Regions from separate parts of the Mus musculus genome. Here region 2 is linked to region 1. A link is a contact called in public HiChIP or PLAC-seq data. All regions are on one chromosome and are shown on one strand. Each heading gives the region's core, a stretch centred on a gene start, on an enhancer-like site or on the middle of the called end of the contact. The rest is flanking DNA. Distances are from core to core; before and after follow the strand shown.

What was found. HiChIP or PLAC-seq counts read pairs in DNA pulled down with a chosen protein or histone mark.
Region 2: an HNF4G HiChIP or PLAC-seq map of pancreatic cancer cells shows a contact between it and region 1. The contact joins two enhancer-like sites. A contact is called at or near these places in 1 of 484 Hi-C or Micro-C datasets (cerebral cortex) and 1 of 115 datasets of contacts at active chromatin or transcription factors (pancreatic cancer cells).

What each region holds. Positions count from the first base shown.
Region 1 is chr17:79,283,741-79,287,012 of GRCm38.p6, forward strand. No RefSeq gene overlaps it. Among named protein-coding and RNA genes, the nearest start is that of Gm17315, 69 kb to the right of the region's middle. Within about 2 kb of position 1,686, at least 40 of the 459 cell types and tissues checked have an H3K27ac peak or open chromatin away from gene starts, as enhancers often do. A contact at or near this core is called in pancreatic cancer cells, where this site is marked.
Region 2 is chr17:79,830,895-79,834,166 of GRCm38.p6, forward strand. No RefSeq gene overlaps it. Among named protein-coding and RNA genes, the nearest start is that of Atl2, 64 kb to the right of the region's middle. Within about 2 kb of position 1,582, at least 19 of the 459 cell types and tissues checked have an H3K27ac peak or open chromatin away from gene starts, as enhancers often do. A contact at or near this core is called in pancreatic cancer cells, where this site is marked.

The DNA.
Region 1 (3,272 bases), core at 436-2,935:
AGCTTTGTGCCGGGCGTGGTGGCACATGCCTTTAATCCCAGCACTTGGGAGTCAGAGGCAAGCAGATTTCTGAGTTCGAGGCCAGCCTGGTCTACAAAGTGAGTGCCAGGACAGCCAAAGCTATACAGAGAAACCCTGTCTCAAAAAACAAAAAACAAAACAAAACAAAACCCCAAAAAACAAGCAAGCAAACAAACAAACAAAAAACAAAAAAAATCTTTAAAAAATAGCTTTGTTTTTATTACATATATTTAAGATAGCTTACTAAGGGTTTTATTACTATGAAGAGATACCATGACCAAGGCAACTCTTATAAAGGACAATGTTTCATTGGGGCTGTTTTATACACTTCCTCCAACAAGGCCACACCCATGGGCCAAGCATATTTAAACTACTACAATAGCTAATGTGATGTTTTGATGTATACATGAGTATATATGTACCCCCTCACCCTCACCCCCCCACACACACACACTTTGGTTTGAGTGCATAACTGGTTTTGGATTTTAGGGTTTTATTTTTTTTAATAAAGAGAACACACACACACTTCACTGCTCATGTCATTGAATTCCTTAGGTGGCTAACAGTTAGTCACTTTTGACTTTGATTTTATGGAGGGCAGGAGGAGAGTCAAAAACTCTATGGATTAATAGTGAAAGTCAATAGGCATTCTCTTTCCCTAAAGTACACACACATAAACAATCTGTAGTTACATATATGTATATATTTAGACATAAATATATGTCTAAAATGTGCTGCAGCGTCTTATATATGAAATACCTATATATGTTTACATATTACATGTGTATTATACTGTGTGCATGACTACTTTTGTTTCATATGCACATTGCACATGCATGCTGTAGTATACTCTATGCCAGTGTTTCTCAACCTGTGGGTCTCAACCCTTTTGGGGATTCACATATAAGATATTCTGTATATTTGGATATTTACATAGTTATTCATAACAGTAGCAAAATTACAGTTATGAAGTAGTAACAAAATAATATTACGGATGTCAGTCATCAGAACATATGCATGAGCTATATTAAGGGGTTATAGCATTAGGAAGGCTGAGAACTCCTGCTTTATGCCATATATTTACTATAGTATAATGATTCCTTTGGATCGTGCATACATATATGTATATACACATATATGCCAGAATATGCATTTCTTTAAATCATACATAACTATAGAAATGTAGAAGATATTAAATATAATATGAGACAAAAAAGGATTTTAACCAACCTGAAAAGAATACATATTTTTCCTTTAATAAATGAATATTCTATTCTTTTAAAAGTTTAAGTAAACACAGACAGCCGAAACTACCTAAAAGATATGGAGATTTAATTGAATCAGCCAAAAAAAAATGTTTCTGTAATTAAACTCACATATTTAAGTCTGTGTTTCTAGGCAACCAAGACAAAAAAAGCAAAACATCAGAAAAAGCTACCACTTACTGAGAACTTCTTGTTAAGAACCATGACGTACACAAAAGAGGTATGAAATTGACCCTGCTCCACAAGGAAGAAGAGTTTTTATTTAAAAGAGATTCAGAAGCTGCAGCATGGGAAGGGATGTCTGGTAACCCCCACATGCCATGGTGACACACGGAGTCCTGTGCCTTGCAGGGATCACTGCTTATGGGAAACACAGCTACGATTCACAAAAGAATGACAAAGCAGCTTTGGGGAGAGACCCAGTCTGTAAGGTGGGTGTGCCGTAGTGAGTCACTCTTTTAATAGCTTAATGGAAGGCTGGCAGGGACAAACCCAAGTTTTTGTCATCTCAAGGAATGTTTCTTGAGTCCACAGATGTCACCATCACCAACTGCACTTTCCTTAGAAGAATCGCTTCCATAATAATTGCTGGACGATATGTCCCCCTCGGGCCCTAAAAACATTGTTTCATTTCAGCTCTTACCTTCTTCAAAGAAATGCTTGGGAACGGTGTCACCCCAGAGGTACTGTCAGCTCAGTGCACGGAATGTGTCAAGATCACATCTCACCACATATCCCGTTCTCCCTCTACCTGACCTTGCCACCCCCTCCACTTCATTTAAAAGGCATTTACATGTAGGGGACAGATCACAGGCAGCCCCATATACTGTAAAAACACCTTGAGAAACTTGGGGGGGGGGCTGTGGCACATGCTTTTAGTCTCAGCACTTAGACATCAGAGGCTGGCATCTCTCAGAGTTCAAGGCCAGCCTGGTCTACAAGAGCAAGTTCCAGGACAGCCAGGGCTATACAGAGAAACCTTGTCTTGAGAAATCAAACCAAACCCAAAACAGATTACCTTGCGATTCGATATGTCTCCTCAGGAAAAAGTATCTTTCTAGAAAATTGCCTTACGGGGAAGCTGAGTTTTCAGGTAAAAATTCCTCCCTGTAGGGATGATGGTCAATTGTTTCAGAAAGACTTCAAAATACCATTTTTTAAAAGAATAATGTGTATGAATATTAGCTAGCAGGCACTACATAGTGTTTATCATACACCAGGCCCTGTTCAAATATTACTTACCCCATTAAAAAAAATATCCTCTGCAGGGCCATAAACATTGTCTCTATTGGCAGAAGGGAAGGTGGAAGCATGAGAAACGTAACTTGCCTGGATCGTTCTGTAAGAAGGGAGCGAGGATAGACCCCAAGCAGACTGGTCTTAGAGTCCTGGTCTTATTCGCTCTATTAGCAAGCTCCTCGGAACAACATTATGAACTAACCAGTACCCCGGAGCTCTTGACTCTAGCTGCATATGTATCAAAAGATGGCCTAGTCGGCCATCACTGGAAAGAGAGGCCCATTGGACACGCAAACTTTATATGCCCCAGTACAGGGGAACGCCAGGGCCAAAAAGGGGGAGTGGGTGGGTAGGGGATTGGGGGTGGGTGGGTATGGGGGACTTTTGGTATAGCATTGGAAATGTAAATGAGCTAAATACCTAATAAAAAATGGGAAAAAAAAGCTCCAATTTCAGCATACTTCATACTAACAGGAAACTTACAAGAACACAGAAGGCTTGGTCCGCTCCTGGATATTGTGGTTCTCTAGCTGTGGACTGAGGGCTGTGACTTTACAAGGATGATGTTGAGGCTGATGCTAGCAAGGTGTGGAGCCACGGCTATGCGCTCTGTGCCTTTCCTTAGCCTAGTCTGCTTCCGGTTCCTTAGGAACACTTTCGCCACTGTAGTCCTTCAGGTTTCTCCAGATGGTGTAGTCACCGAGGAAAGCAATCCTCGCTCTGCTCCGAACCACTGTCCACTGGCTG
Region 2 (3,272 bases), core at 332-2,831, 550 kb after region 1:
ATCCAGCCCTTCAAAGGATAACAGAAAAAAAAAATACAAGGATGAAATCTTTGTAATTGATGTAAAATTGAATTGGTACAGAATGTATATATTGATATAGAATTAAGGTTTTCATTGGTATGAATCTGTATATTGATACAAAATTCGAAATTAATATTGTTACTCTTAGATAGGCATTGTGCCTATGCAACTCATTTAATAACAAGTTGATTAAGTAGCACAAGTTAAGGGTCAGATAGTCAACTCAAGGTTAGGTTAGATTCTAATTTAACTATAATTGAGTGCTTTCAATGTACTCAAATAGAAATGGCGAAGAGTAGCTAAGGTTTAATAGTTCAAATATACTTTACTTAGACAGGCTTCAAAAACATCAGAAATCCACAGAATGTAACATTTAATGTAATTTCATATTAAGGATCATTTGACTAGAGATGTGTCTGCTACTGACAGTACCCCCTTCACAGTTCAAAGAAGATATTGAACATCTTTACCTCTGGGCAAGGTTGCTTATCATGGCAAGGTAGACACGGGACAGAAATTACCTCTTTCATCTACATACAAAATACTGTCCAAAATGGACACACTATGCAGAATAGTCAACTGATAGCTCTGTCAATACAGAGTAAACAGTCCTTCATAATTCTGCTTTACAAAGGTCTGTCAGATGATCCTGGGCCAGAAAGCTGAAGTCTGATGTTTTGAGAAATGGGGACTGCCCAGGTAGTCTGCTGTCTCTACAAATGTTTAAGTTTAAGAAGCTATGTTTAGTGCTTCCTATATACCCAGGAAGCATTTATCTCATTCTTGTATTTCTGACAGGGTTGAACACTAATTATAGTCCCATAAGCAAATTTAAGTTGTTTAACATTAAAGACATGATATAGAGTAGAAAGCATGATTTTTCAGATGGTGTTACTAGTTAAAATATAAACATAACTCAGAGGTAGAATTGTAACTCTTCAAGTTAGGAGTGATGGTAAAGTACTTTAATTGACAAATATGATGGACTGGATATTGACTGTATATCATGCTTTGTAATTTACATAATTGTTGTGGTTATGCTCAATTTAGATCTGAAAGGAGAGGTTTGTCTTTTTTTTTAATTGGACAGAAAAGGTGAGATGTAGAGGAGTGGTTCTTATGCTTTGATTTCATGGGGATCTGTGTGTACTGGGGCTGAAGGTCCTTGTCCCCAGTTGGTTCTTGATCAATCAATAAAGATGCCAGCGGCCAATGGCTGGGCAGAAAGAAAGAGGCAGAACTTTCAGGTTACCACAGGCTAGGGGAGAGGAGGAGGAGATCAGAATTCATGGAGAAGAGATATGGAACAGACTCAGAGCTGTAGGAGAGGTCTTCCAAAATGTAGGCAGAAAAGAAAAGCAGCTCACGGAAGGGCAGCCCAAAAGAGTCTTGGGCAGCAAGACCAATGGACTTCACAGAAGGTAACTAGGCAACTAAGTTAAGGGCAGATTTAGAGGTGTTGAGTTAGGAGGAAAGGTAAGGACATGCTAGCTGCAGAAGTCTTAGAAGAGCCTAGCCACAGAGCCAACAAGGCAGTTTAAAAATGAGCTAATGTGTGTGTCTTTCATCTGTGTATCCAAGATAGTTCCTGGGTGGATGTGTGCCTATGACTCACCAGGAACTTAAAGAGGTGTAGCCAAAATTCCTGCAATAGAAAAGGAAAAGAGAAAAAAAAAAAAGAGCAAAGGTCATACAATAGTGTTGGATGTATAGAGAGTAGGCACTGCACGGGGAAAATTAGCCAGCATCTCTCCACACCCCAGGAAACCCATGACACCCCCAGCATGTCAGCCAATCACTGTGAAAGTGAAAACAACCTCAATTCTCACAACACTTTCTTTTGGAGTCATTAAAGCTCCCACAGAAAGCCATCATGAGAGAATCTCACCAAAGGGCTTAATTCACTTCTGAAGGAGGATCCCTCTGTGCTTTAGCGCTCCTCCGACGGGGAGATTCTTTTTCATTGTCTAAGGAAAACTAAGTATCCTGGAGAACTGCCTCAAACCCAGGCCAATGGGGCTGAGACAACAGACTCTTGAATCCTGACAAGAAAGGAGAGGTTGGGAGGCAGAAGGATGCTGTCCTGGCTGGGTTTATGTGTCAACTTGACACTAGTGTCATAACAGAAGGAGCTTCAGATGAGGAAAGGCCTCCATGAGCTCCAACTGTAAGACACTTTCTCGATTAGTGATCAGAGAAGGACCAGCTCACTGTGGGTGGTGCCTGGGCTGGTGGTCCTGGGTTCTATAGGACAGCAGACTGAGTAAGCCATGGAAAGCAAGCCAGTAAGCAGCACCTCTCCATGGCCTCAGTATTCAGATCTCCCTGCCCTACTAGAGTTCCTATCCCAACTTCCACTCGTGGTGGACTTGATCTGGAAGTGTAAGCCAAATAAACCTTTTGCTCCCCAACTTGCTTTTTTGGTCACGATGTTTTCTCGAAGCCATAGAAACCCTAACCAAGAGAGATGCTGCGGGTGGCACAAATCTCAGCGCCTTGCTGGCATCCCGAGGGTGGGGCATGGGCTGCTTGTTCCACCTTCCTGTCTCAGTGGCAGACATGGGTGGTCGCGGAGCATTCGAGAGTGCCAAGAAGGCACACGTGAGGATCTAGCAAGCAATCTCAAGTACTCACAAGGACTTAACTGTGTGGTAACTGGTGACTCTGATAACCTAGTTTAACTGAGATTATAGTGTGCCAAAAAAACTTAAATGTCTTTTCTGAAAAATCACAAAAGCATAAAAGAAAAAAAATTCTCCCTTTCCTCAGAAAGGTGGGAACACAGACTTGTAGTCTTTGATAGAGAACAGATGTGAAGTAACTCTGCCCTTTTTATAAGGTTTATTTTTTATGCGTATAAGTGTTTGCCTGTGTATATGTCTGTGTAACACATATGTGGCTGGTACCCAGAGAAGTCATTAGATTCCTTGGAACTGGAGTTACAAGTGGTTAAGAGCCTCAAACCAGATCAAAGACTCATTGTGATGAACATTTGTAAGTAAAGATGTGTGGACAAAATGGTATACTGATACACTGCAGCTTCCATGATGAATTTTTTTTTTTTTGCTTATTTGTTTTCTTTTGGGGGGTGGGCAGTTGCAAGGGCAGGGGATGGATATGGAGGGATGGGGGATGAATGGGATTGGGGTGCATAATATGAAGTATACAAGGAATAAAAAGATTTTTTAAAGTTGGAACAAGAAGAGTAGGGGGTGGGATCTAGAAGAAAGTGGGCCCTAAACCTTTGTCCC